Linked DNA regions of Sus scrofa: all the other regions are linked to region 1. A link is a contact called in public Hi-C and HiChIP or PLAC-seq data. All regions are on one chromosome and are shown on one strand. The core of a region is the stretch at or near the end of the contact, and the rest is flanking DNA. Distances in the headings are between cores, read along the strand shown.

Region 1 (2,949 bases), core at 109-2,608:
TTATATTTCCCAAGGTTGAAAAGCCCTATTAGTTACTAATTTAAAACCTTGCAATTAGCCATTATTTATTTATTAGGGATTCTTTTGAGAACATATTTCCTGAAGTTATGTAAGACCTACCATCAAAAAACTCGTTTGCCAAGTTCATTAGAGATTTATTAGATTCTGAAAATATGGAAGTTTAAAATACATTGTTGATCATTTAGATGTTTATGTGCCAAAAAAGCTAAGTCATTATGTTTATGACTGTATTTTTCATACTTTCTCTTGTGGGAGCAGTGAACATAGGAAAAATAGTTTGGGATTCCCAGGAACATCCTGAGAGATGTAAACCTGGGAACATCAGTAAATGGGGTCCCTTCTTTCCCCAACATGCCATTTTGATGAGTTAGAACAAACACATAAACATCTGTCAACATTAGTCATTTACAGCACGTATATTCTAGTTCTTGTAACCCCTTTTGGGAATCTGATGAAAGCTGTAAATCTTCTCCCTGGCAAAATTGCACCTATGCACATACACACAAATGCTGTTTACAATGTCAGGGGCTACACTGCCACCAGGGGCCCATGACTAACAGGTTAAGAATCTACTGTAGCTCTATTTCTGTACATCATTTTTCTTCTTTCGTATAAATGAAGTCTCAAGAGTAACATATTGCAAATGCAACCTGATAACCAGAACAGTAGAAATAATGAACCTCCATTAAATGTATCTATACTATGAGCTTTTTCCCGAGTGAACTTACATATTCTTCATCCCAAGTTCTCTCATAATTAATTAACTGGACCAGTGCTTAGTAAGCATGTGATTGCGGGTTCGTGCACGCAAAGCTTTCTGATAGATAATATGTGGCATTTAAAGACATGAAAGGCATATTTCTTACCCTTAAGTTATATACATGGGAAGCATGGCATGTATTTGATTAGAAAAAAGAGGAAGAAACATAAAGATGGAGAAGAAGACTTTACATCTGAATGTGGAGAACTAAGGAGACTTCAAGGTGGAGCATTTTGAGTTGTATCTTCAGAAGAGCTGATTTGAATGTTCCTACAAGGGGAGAGGGAGGTGAATGAAACAGAAAACATGAATCAAGGCAATAGTATTTTGGGGGAACCACAAGTGACTCACTGTAGCTTGGTTAATATTTGGATGGCCAATAAGTTTCATCTTGTGTTCTACCTATAACTGGAAATATTCTCATGAGTGGTGTATTGGGAAAGATCTTCAGGCAGTTTAGGGGCTTTGGCAGAAGAGGGTGCTGTAATTGGTGAATATCTGCCATATGGGCAGAGAGGGTGGTTATTGTTGGAATATTTCCTAAAGAATGACCGCCCAGAAGCCAAGACTATGGGCTCAAGGGCCAAGCAGAGTGCTTGGCATGCAGTAGCAACTTAGAGGATACTGAGTGGATGAATGTATGTCAGTCCTGGTTGGGGTCATTGGTTTTGTGTGGAAGTGATGTTTTGAGCCAGAGATATACTGTAAAGTACTAATGAGTTAATGATCATAATTCTGAACTTAACTCAGCTATGTAATTTAACAATGATGTCAATGATATGTTAATGAAAAATGGCATTGTTGCACTCTTAAAAAAAAATTAGAGTTAATCCTGTGGAAAGGATTAATTCTAATACCTGTAGTGTGATGTTTCACTAAGGAATTTCCTCAAGTGTCAGAGACCATATCTTCCAGCTCCATTTGTTAATCAAATAAGTAACAATATCATTTCTAAATTTTTACTTAATCAGGAGTGGAGAATTTCCTCAAATTCTTCTAACCTTTAGTAAATGTCACCTTCTTAAACTCAGTACCACTGACTTTCTCATCTTTTGATAATACCAGTTCCGTATTGAACGTGACTCCAGGGAGAAATCAACTTCAGCCACTGGCTAAGTTCTTGTTGATCGTTCTGAGGTCAGGCTAAGGGACAAGATCTTACATTCATTATAACCAGACACTCGGGTTTTTGGTTGTCCTGCTAGTGCCCTGGATTTGTCCTTGAGAGGAGAGGAGTGACCATGTTTTTCTTCATCAGAGGCTCCTCACCTAGCACAGTGTCTGACACATAGTAAATGTTCAATAAATACCTGAATTTAATTCATAGCTTCCTTTTAAAAAAAATTTTTTTTTTTGTCTTTTGTCCTTTTAGGGCCGCACCCACGGCACATGGAGGTTCCCAGGCCAGGGGTCCAATTAGAGCTACAGCTGCCGACATACACCACAGCCACAGCAACGCAGGATCCGAGTCGTGTCTGTGACCTACACCACAGCTCATGGCAATGCCGGATCCTTAACCCACTAAGCAAGGCCGGGGATCGAACCTGCAACCTCATGGCTCCTAGTTGGATTTGTTTCTGCTGTGCCATGACGCGAACTCCCATAGCTTCCTTTTTAATTTATATTTTCTCAGTATATTTTATACCTCAATGTGTAAACATTTTATCATTCACATGGAGTTTATAACTTAAACCCAAAAGACTTCATCTTTAGCTATACACCAAGTCTGGTTTCACTTTATCTTCTCAGTCCCCTCACTCCACTCTTGGAGTCTGTGTCGACTCAGAAATGTCACATGAATGGCACGTTTCCCCGAGGACTAAGTGCAGATTGCTCTCAAAGTGTGTCTAGTCTCTTATGTGTGTTTATCCTCCAACGCCATGCTGCCTGCTCCCTCCACCAAATGATTTCACTTGCTTGTCAGCCCAAGATTTGGGGATAAGAGTAGCAAGACAGCTAGTCCAACTGCTAAATGCCCTGGGTTCAAACTCTCAGCCCCTGGTGGGCATCAGCATCTTTTGTGAGGCTTAGTAAATATGCAAATACCTCAGCCCCACCCGAGACATTCTGAATCAGAATCTCCAGGATTTTTAGGGCTTCTGGAAGGATACATGTGAAGATAATTCTGGTGGACAGATTAGTCTGTATTAATTTGGAAAAGCAGACTT
Region 2 (2,923 bases), core at 160-2,659, 220 kb after region 1:
ATGGCTTTCTGGTGAGGTCTCTTTTAACATTAGCTAGGATGGCTACAGACAAAAAAAGGGCAAGTCACCCATTTATAACCCTAAACCTGGGGTGCTGAAGAAGAGTGTTCTATGTGTGGTATAAATAATTCTAAATTATGCTCCCCAGAACTCCTGGGAGGGGCAGCCTCTGAACCTCTCATTCCTGCCTCAACCTCTGCAACAGTTCTTCCTTTAACCTAATATCCACTTTTGTGTCATCACATATTTTCTGGCAAAAATAACTTTATAGCTACAAGTGTGGTGTAGAGGTCAATTCATTATTCCATTAGGGAGAAGATGCACTTTCAAACCCAGGGGACACATTTATTATTGTATCCTTCAAGGATATTTAAAAGGTGCAATTAATAAGATATTAAAATATGGCACTTTTGCAACCAACAGATCTTTATGCTTTTTTTTTTTGTTAGGATATTATGCCTTTTATTTTATGCCTTTTTCCTGTTATGATATTAAGTTTAAGAAAGATTTGAAGACAAGGAAATTGAAATGTTTTTAAAAAGACTCCTTTAAAGGAAAGGAAACCCTTTTATAAGCTGGTGTAAATGGAAAAACTTGGGCTTTTATTCCGGAAAAAGAATCATGAATGGAAAATCCCCAATTAAAAGGTCACTTTTAACTGAAACTGAAAGAAACAAGTTCAGTGTATAAAATCAGAGAGAGGGAGACACGGTAATATTCTTTAATCGGTAAAGAAATGTGATACTTTTCCAAAGTGTTATCTTTGGGAAAGTTCTGAAGCTGTTTGCCATTTTTCTTGATCTAAATTATTTGGTCATCTATCCAGAAAATAAAACTAAGTATTTCATAAGAACTTTGAGGAGAATTCCTAGCCTTACATGGAAGGAATCCTCTTTTCTTTTTGGTGTTCCTTTAAGGGGATTTTTTTGTTGTTGCTGAAGGAAATGTCCCATTAGTATTTTACATAGAATTCCTTTAAGGGTGACCAGGGTGGAGACTTTGAGCATTTTTGTTATAATTTGTCAGTAGAGGTTACTTTGTCTTCTGGGTTCTCAGAATACCTGAGGAAATGATTTGTGTGTCGTTGAAAGGTGGCTGTTGTCTTAGTGTTGTCTCAGTGACAAAAGAGGTGGATTCTTTTCTGAGGAGGATGGGGTTTGGAGGTTTGCCTGTTAGAATAATTCTGGTATCAGAATTGTCTGCTGGCACTTGCACCCTTAGATCCCTTATAAATTCTTCCTTGTAACAATGCAGGAGAAAACTTGAGAACTATGTTTCTTGGGGTATTTTGCTAGTAGGGTTCCAAGCTGGTAGGACTCTGCCAATGACATACTCTCATATGGGATCCCAAATGTGGAAGAGGAAGGGGGCTGATATTATCTTCCTGTTCTCTGGCAGTGGTGTGGGCTGATGAGTAGGCTTCCCAGATGTCCAGATGTGGAGTGGTTGCCATTTTACCTACTTTGGAGCCCTAAGAATCTCAGAAATTGGCAGCAGATACTTGCATAGTTCTGATTTTGGGTGGCAGCAAGCAGCTTCCTTTTTCTTTGTGGCCACAAACTTGAAACTTATGACAGCCCCTCCCAATTTTTGCTCCTCCAGTTCTTTCAGTAGTTTTATAAGAACCTATTTCCTTATATTGAATCCATTCCTTTTTTTTTTGGCCACATGGGTGGCATATGGAGTTCCCAGGCTAGGGATCAGATTCCAGCTGAAGTTGTAACCCATGCCACAATTGTGGCAACACAGATCCTTTAACCCACTGTGCTGAGTCAGGGATTGAACCTGCATCCTGGAGCTGCAGAGATACCGCTAATCCCATTGTGCTATAACGGGAATTCCCATTCCTGGTTAAGACACTTAGCATGGTTTCCGATTTCCTGACTGAATTCACAGGGATTTTTCTCCACATTTATGTTTTTCCAATAAAGAAAGCTGTCATTCCTGGTGGCTGGAGTCCACTAACTAAGCTTTGGAAGAGAAATTTTTCTGTGGGCCCCATCTTTAAGAAGGCCACAAAATTTGGCTTCATTCTATGTTTTTATTTTTATATTTATTTATTTAGTCTTTTTAGGGCCACACCCCTGGCATATGGAGGTTCCCAGGCTAGAGGTCCAATTGGAGCTGTAGCCGCCAGCCTATGCCAGAGCCACAGCAACTCAGGATCCGAACTGCATCTGCAAACTACACCACAGCTCACAGCAATGCTGGATCCTTAACCCACCGACTGAGGCCATGGATTGAACGTGCATCCTCATGGATGCTAGTTGGGTTCGTTAACTGCTGAGCCATGAAGGAAACTCCCATTCTGTGTTTTTAAAGTCTATTCAGGACCCACAGTTTTTAATCAACATGACACAAGATTAGTAAAATATCTATTTGAATTTATTATGCAACTTGTACCTGTTAGTATTTTAAAGATCTGATTAAGCTGTAAATACAAATGCTGTGAAATATAAATTTAATAACCAAGAAATGGTGTTTATTTTGTTATAGCCTCTGTGCAGTTCCTTTTCAACTGTGTAGTTATTGTTAACAATAAATAGGAAAATCAAACATAATTGGGACCAACAGTAATTAGTAATCATTGTCCTTCTGAACTTGACATCCTATTCACAGCTTATGGCTTCAGGGTAGAGACTGTAGTGTTGGCGATGTGAGGAAATCCTGGAGCTTTGTCGGGGGTAGCATGGGGGCTTTTTTCAAGGGGACCTTGGTTTAGAGAAGTTTCTCCCACTTATAGCCTCAGCCTCTACTGAGGATTTCAGGAGAGTAATCTCCAGGGAGTTGTCTAGCTCAGCTTTTCGGCCTTGGCTTATGGCTCAAGTTAGATAGCTTTTGTTACTGCAGACAAAACTGAGGGCCATACTGATCTTAATGCAGACTGGGAAAGGGAGGGCCTTGATTCTTCCTCCTTAGAGGA
Region 3 (3,154 bases), core at 2-2,501, 190 kb after region 1:
AAAGGAGAGCTGCCCACAGAGTATCTCTTTCTTTCTGAGTGGATGGGTTAGACTTAAACGTTTGAGAAATTTTTTCAAGGGCCTATGTCTGAGGGAATTTGAGCAAAAAGTCTATGGGTTTTCAGCAGTGGCCATGGGTGGTGGCCACGGCTGGGTGATTCTCACTAGAGAAATTCTTCTCTATTCCTTCATTAGTATTGATGAAAGTAACTCTGATGAAAGGAAATCACATGATGAGACTGTAGCTGTTTTGTCGAAAGTGCTACTCACTTGAATTGTAAAGCTGTGGATAACCTTTCACCTTAGGCTTATCCCTCAAGGGAATAAACCCCAAGGAAACAACCAAAAAGTACTTTGTACAGACAATGTCTTGAATTTTAAAGGGCATATGACTGAGAGCAACTCAAGTGTTTAAGAAGAGAGTAATAGCTAAACAAATAATCGCAAAACTTATTATAGAAAGTTGGAGTACTACAGAGCTACTAGAAATAAAAGCTTGGGCACTCTTTTTAAAATTTTTAAGCTAAAAAATTTAAAATTAACATATAGTTGATTTATAGTGTTGTGCCAATTTCTACTGTATAGCTAAGTGACCCAGTTTTATACACACACACAGACACACACACACACACACACACATTCTTTTTTATATTCTTTTCCATCATGGTGTATCCCAGGATACTGGATATAGTTCTCTGTGCTACACAGTAGGACCCTGTTATTTATCCACTCTAAATGTAATAGTTTGCAGATATTAACCCCAAACCTCCCAGGGGTTTTCAGTGACTTCTTTTGGTCACTGAAAAGTATATAACAGATTGTTCAGATGAATAATGTAGAACACATAATAGAATATTTGTACAGTTGTACCTGTATCAAATATGTGTACTCCCAAGTGGATTTAGAGATGTGGAAATAGTTTATAAATGAGTTTAGAGAAAAGAAAATTGAGTTTAAACTCATTGGGTTCTTTTATGTAAAATCATTCGAAGACCAAAATCTCTAAAGAAGATGGGGGGGATAATGCATTGAAGGTACTGGATAAGGCTACTGGCCTTTTTTCCTCATACGCTGCTTAGACTCTTATTACTGTTTAATACCTATGCTTTGTCTTCCCTAACATGGCCCATTCACTATGTTCCCAGAAGACTGAGGAAGAGGCAGACCGAGGTGAGAGTCCTTGACTGAGCCTTGAAAGCCCATCAGAACAAGGGGAAACGCTCTGCTGCCTGTGTAGTTGGTCATTGATGAGTCACTAGTGGTTCACAGGCCATTTGCTGCTTGGCCAGCTTTGAGAATAGCTCTGCCACTTGGTTTCAGGATGAAAGATGAGAAAGCTGCCCCTGTGTGGCTACTTTTTAAGCAAGCCAAGATATGTATATTGTGGTGGTTAAAAGTAGTACCGCATTTCACCAGCAAATCTCCTCTGTTTAGCAAAGATAGTGATAAGGGTATACATTTGTTTTTCCTCCAAGGGTCTCAATAAACTTGCAAATAAAGCTTTATTTTTCTGGTATATTCTAAATATAGACCATGGATGGGAAGATTTTTAGTTAGTTTTACTTTCTTCTTTAAATATTCCTCTACTGTTTGAATTTTTAAACACATTGAACATATTATTTTCATAGCAAAAGAAAGAAAAAAATACCTAGTCAGTATTTAAAATTTTCTGTTGACCCTTAAAAAGATTAATAGATCAGATCAGACTAATAACATTAAAAGTCTCTATGTGACAACCCTTCTCAATGCCCATTGTAAACAATGTTTAAAGATAGGTGGCAAGCTGATAGGGACTGTCAATTAATACCTCTGATACATGAGGATATTTGATAAATCATGAAGAAATGATGAGACAAGGCCCAGAGATATAAATAGACAATTTACTATGGAAATGGGCATAAACATGAAAAAAATGGCTAACCTTTAAATCAGTGCAGGTTAGAAGAATAATTAGCTATTAGTTTTCATCTGTTGAGTGGGAAAGTTTAATTGCTGATATTCATTATTGGCTATAGGAAGAGACCAGAGGTATTCTCATACATTCTGTGGGAATTTAAATTGGTACAAATTGAGGGCAATACCTCTGAAAATTTTAAATGAGAATATCCCTTGACTCACATGTTCTATTTCTGAGCAATTTCCTAAGGGGGTAACTGTAAAATTTTACACAGATTTTGTGATGAGATTGCTTGCTGTAGAATTGCTAAATTATATACATAACCATTAAAAATAGAATTGATAATTATAAAATTGAATGAAAAGGGATACAGATTTGAGGGGGAATAAGAAGCAGTGGATGTGGGGGACCTTCAGCAAATACTCGAAACACAGATGGTGTTGTTTCTTCAGTTCTGAGAGGCACCGAGTGTTGTCAGGTCTTCCAATTTTTCAAAATAAGGCCCAAATTTGGATTTTAATATGACATTTTCCACATTTAAAAATGTGGGAGTTCCCATCGTGGTGCAGTGGTTAACGAATCTGACTAGGAACCATGAGGTTGCAGGTTCGATCCCTGCCCTTGCTCAGTGGGTGAAGGATCTGGCGTTGCTGTGAGCTGTGGTGTAGGTTGCAGACATGGCTCTGTTGCTGTGGCTCTGGCGTAGGCCGGTGGCTACAGCTGCAATTCGACCCTTAGCCTCGGAACCTCCATATGCCGCGGGAGCGGCCCAAAGAAATAGCAAAAAGACCAAAAAAAAAAAAAAAAAAAATGTGGTCCACTTCATCAAATCTGGCCCACATAGACTTTTTCAACTCTTTTTTTTCTTTTCTTTTCTTTTTTTTTTTTTAGGGCCACACCCACAGCATATGGAAATTCCCAGGCTAGAGGTCGAATCGGAGCTGTAGCTGCTGGTCTACACTACAGCCACAGCCACAGCAACACTGGAACCAAGCTCTGTCTGCCATCTACACCATAGCTCGTGGCAATGCTGGATCTTAACCCACTGAGCGAGGCCACGGATAGAACCCTCGTCCTCATGGATCCTAGTTGGTTTCATTGACCGCTGAGCCACAAAGGGAACTCCCACTTTTTCAACTCTTGATGTATATCTACCCACTTAAATATTTTTCCTCTCAAAATTTATGTAAAGCATGTATAGAAGGGTAAAAATAACATATATATCATGTTTAAAAAATAATCTAAAAAATCCTGAAT
Region 4 (2,957 bases), core at 84-2,583, 250 kb after region 1:
GGGAAAGAGCAAGAAGGTGTATGCCCACTGAGTCTTTTAGAGATTTTTTTTGGAGCTCCAACCAATTACTTCAGCTTACATTTTATTGACCAGAACTATGTCATATGGCTGTCCTTATCTGCAAGACAAGCTGGGAAATGCATGTTTCCCCTGTTCTCTGAAAGTAGTGTGTTCCTATGAAACCTTTCATAAGCTGTAATGGTATAAGGCAAAGTAACAATTACCTTAGGACACGTCTTGCTAATGGATGCACAATAAATGGAGATAAAGCATAGCTGCTCACAAAGTTCAAAGCTATGGTGGCCTGATGCTGAGATGCTGACTGCAGTTCCCCGGGGAAGGAGCTTGGCGGTCCTCTGTAACAGCCACTCTCTGCCTCTGTAACAGCTACTATATAAATGCTGAACACAGAGTTCCTGTTGTGGTGCAGCTGAAACAAATCTGACTAGGAACCATGAGGTTGCTGGTTTGATCCCTGGCCTTGCTCAGTGGGTTAAGGATCAGGCATTGCCATGAGCTGTGGTGTAGGTCACAGATGCGGCTCAGAACTGGCGTTGCTGTGGCTCTGGCGTAAGCTGGCAGCAACAGCTCCGAATGGACCCCTAGCCAGGGAACCTCCATATCCTGTGGGTGCAGCCTAAAAAGACAAAAAAAAAAAAAAAAAAAAAAGAAAAAAAGAAAAAATGCTAAACATTTTTTTTTCACCTTTTTTCATAAAAGCAAAATCCTCTTGGAATTTCTTTTGATTAGTGAAAATACACATTAATGTGTATTAATGTAGGTCTTTTGTAAAAGTGGGATAAACCAAACTTGAAAAGTGGGGGATCCCTGTATAAGTTTTATCTGGGAACATTAGTGAGGACTCCAACATTTGGATTGTGTTAATGAGCAAGAAGAGAAAAAGATTTATTGGGTTGAAAGCCAGCATTATGTAGCACAGCTACATCCCAAGAGCTGCAAAAAATATCATTAATACACAGATCCTCCCTCAATGGGTAGATAGTCCTCTCGCATAGCAAAGAGAAGCTTAGGAAATTCCTGCCACAAAGGAATTAAACAATACATCAAAAGGAAGACTTATTTAAGGGATTGGAGAGGATAGTATACTTTAGCACTGAAGTCTTTACTCAGAGGACAGCCACTAGTTTAATTCAGTTGTAACCTAAGGAGATTTTTGGTGGTTGGCAGATGTGTTGCTTCAAGGCTGTCTTTTGGCTCTTATGATGATTCCTGCTTCTGATTTCCTGTGGTTGGAGCAGTGTTTTCCCTCATTTGGAGACATCTTGTTCTTGTCTGAGTCAGTAACCATTACTCATCTTGTGTTGGCTCCTTGTTAGGGTTTCCATTAAGTTTTCCAAGGAGACGCAGGGACATGAAAATCACCAAGCTGTGGCAGATCAAGAGTAGGGCATCCTTGTATTTCTTTCAATATTTCTTATTTTTATTTTCGCATCAAGCAAGTCAAGGTTTTTAAACTTGTAAATCAGTGCACAATTGCTCTACTTTCTTCTCTAAGAAAGATGGAACCTAAACTTACCTGCCTTTTAAAAAATCTAGGGTTCAATATCCCTGTGATCACAGTGCATAATATGAGTTACATGGAGGGTGAAGCAGAAGCCAGGGACTTTCAGGTGGATCTCATAGGAAGTCAGGAGAAAGGTTATGAGAGCAAGTAGAATATTCATGCAAGAAACTTAGCTGGGATAGAAGGCACAGGGTGTGGCTACTGATAGGCTATACAAGAAGAAGGAGAGGGAGAAGGGAAAGCAGAAGGAGGAGTCAGAGTTGACTCAGACATTAGGACTCTGAGTCTGAGAGAATGGAGCTACCAGTGGGATAAAGAAAATCAGAGTAGAATCTGTTTGGGGGTCAAAGGAGGAATGATGTGCTCTGTCTGTGTTGTCACACATACTTTGTGGAGGAGGCGGAGGATGAAAGTCTGGCCACATAGACAGACTGACCAAGGGTCTGGTATGGTTATTAAAGTGCTTAGTTGCAAATTTCTTCCCACTTTGTAATAAAGTCTGATTTGAATTTTGAATTCAGATCATTGGGAAATGTGCATAAAACTCATTCTACATTAAAATGCAGTTGGGAGTTCCTGCTGTGGTACAGTGGGTTAAAAACCCCAATGCAGTGGTCTGGATTTCTGAGGAGGTGAGGGCTCAATCCCTGGCCAGGTGCAAAGGGTTAAAAGATCCATTGTTGCTTGTTGTTGCAGCTGTGGCTCAGGTTGAAGCTGCAGCTTAGATTCAATCCCTGGACTGGGAACTTCCATATAGCACGGGGGCAGCCATTAAAATTAAACAAAAAATGCAATGAAAATTTGTATTTTCCATTATCTCTTTCTGTACTGCCTGAATGATCACAGACTCCAGGCAAATTAAACTTCATGTTTAAAATACAGTTTTCTTTAAAATTGTAAAATATTATTGCCTATTTCAGGTTTCAGAGGACATCTTTTTATGTTTGCCAAATTACTATTCACCTTTAACAATCCAACAATTTCCAGATGCTTTACCAGCAATGGACAAATTTCTTGCATTGCAACCTATACACATATGACAATTCTTTAGTATACCCACTTTGCAGAATTATTTCTATTAACAAGTGATGAACCATTCCTAGATAATACAGAGTAGTTAGCATACATGAAGATGTTTGATAAGCACTCATACTCATTGCTTTTTTAAGCTTGCCTTTTACTTCCTTGGTTTCCATCGATTCCATATTTAATTTGATCCAAGGAGTTGGTTTCATTGAGTGATGCTGAGACAGGGAAACAGAATTGGAGTTAATTTCTTTACTTCTTCCTTCTCATTTTTTGATATAGCTCTGTAGTGGGATAGCACTATATGCTTAGCTCCATCACAATTGTGCACTTGAGATATAAAAAGGGCAACATTAACATCAATTTTCCCTGTCCCATTATCCCTGCCAGATTAGGTCACATAAAA

Evidence for each region. Hi-C and Micro-C count contacts between places; a contact is called where the count stands out from the background. HiChIP or PLAC-seq counts read pairs in DNA pulled down with a chosen protein or histone mark.
Region 2: an H3K27ac HiChIP or PLAC-seq map of alveolar macrophages shows a contact between it and region 1. The contact joins two enhancer-like sites.
Region 3: a Hi-C map of embryonic fibroblasts shows a contact between it and region 1, with 1.9 times the contacts expected there. The contact joins two enhancer-like sites. A contact is called at or near these places in 1 of 47 Hi-C or Micro-C datasets (embryonic fibroblasts) and 1 of 2 datasets of contacts at active chromatin or transcription factors (alveolar macrophages).
Region 4: a Hi-C map of embryonic fibroblasts shows a contact between it and region 1, with 2.4 times the contacts expected there. The contact joins two enhancer-like sites. A contact is called at or near these places in 1 of 47 Hi-C or Micro-C datasets (embryonic fibroblasts) and 1 of 2 datasets of contacts at active chromatin or transcription factors (alveolar macrophages).

Annotation. Positions count from the first base shown.
Region 1 is chr13:157,258,435-157,261,383 of Sscrofa11.1, reverse strand. No RefSeq gene overlaps it. Among named protein-coding and RNA genes, the nearest start is that of NFKBIZ, 13 kb to the left of the region's middle. Within about 2 kb of position 1,358, at least 5 of the 83 cell types and tissues checked have an H3K27ac peak or open chromatin away from gene starts, as enhancers often do. A contact at or near this core is called in alveolar macrophages and embryonic fibroblasts, where this site is marked.
Region 2 is chr13:157,035,152-157,038,074 of Sscrofa11.1, reverse strand. All of the region lies in intron 4 of LOC102162881 (a long non-coding RNA gene), which reads left to right. Among named protein-coding and RNA genes, the nearest start is that of NFKBIZ, 240 kb to the left of the region's middle. Within about 2 kb of position 1,409, at least 16 of the 83 cell types and tissues checked have an H3K27ac peak or open chromatin away from gene starts, as enhancers often do. A contact at or near this core is called in alveolar macrophages, where this site is marked.
Region 3 is chr13:157,069,913-157,073,066 of Sscrofa11.1, reverse strand. The region is part of intron 3 of LOC102162881 (a long non-coding RNA gene); the gene reads left to right. Among named protein-coding and RNA genes, the nearest start is that of NFKBIZ, 200 kb to the left of the region's middle. Within about 2 kb of position 1,251, at least 7 of the 83 cell types and tissues checked have an H3K27ac peak or open chromatin away from gene starts, as enhancers often do. A contact at or near this core is called in alveolar macrophages and embryonic fibroblasts, where this site is marked.
Region 4 is chr13:157,005,312-157,008,268 of Sscrofa11.1, reverse strand. No RefSeq gene overlaps it. Among named protein-coding and RNA genes, the nearest start is that of NFKBIZ, 270 kb to the left of the region's middle. Within about 2 kb of position 1,333, at least 6 of the 83 cell types and tissues checked have an H3K27ac peak or open chromatin away from gene starts, as enhancers often do. A contact at or near this core is called in embryonic fibroblasts, where this site is marked.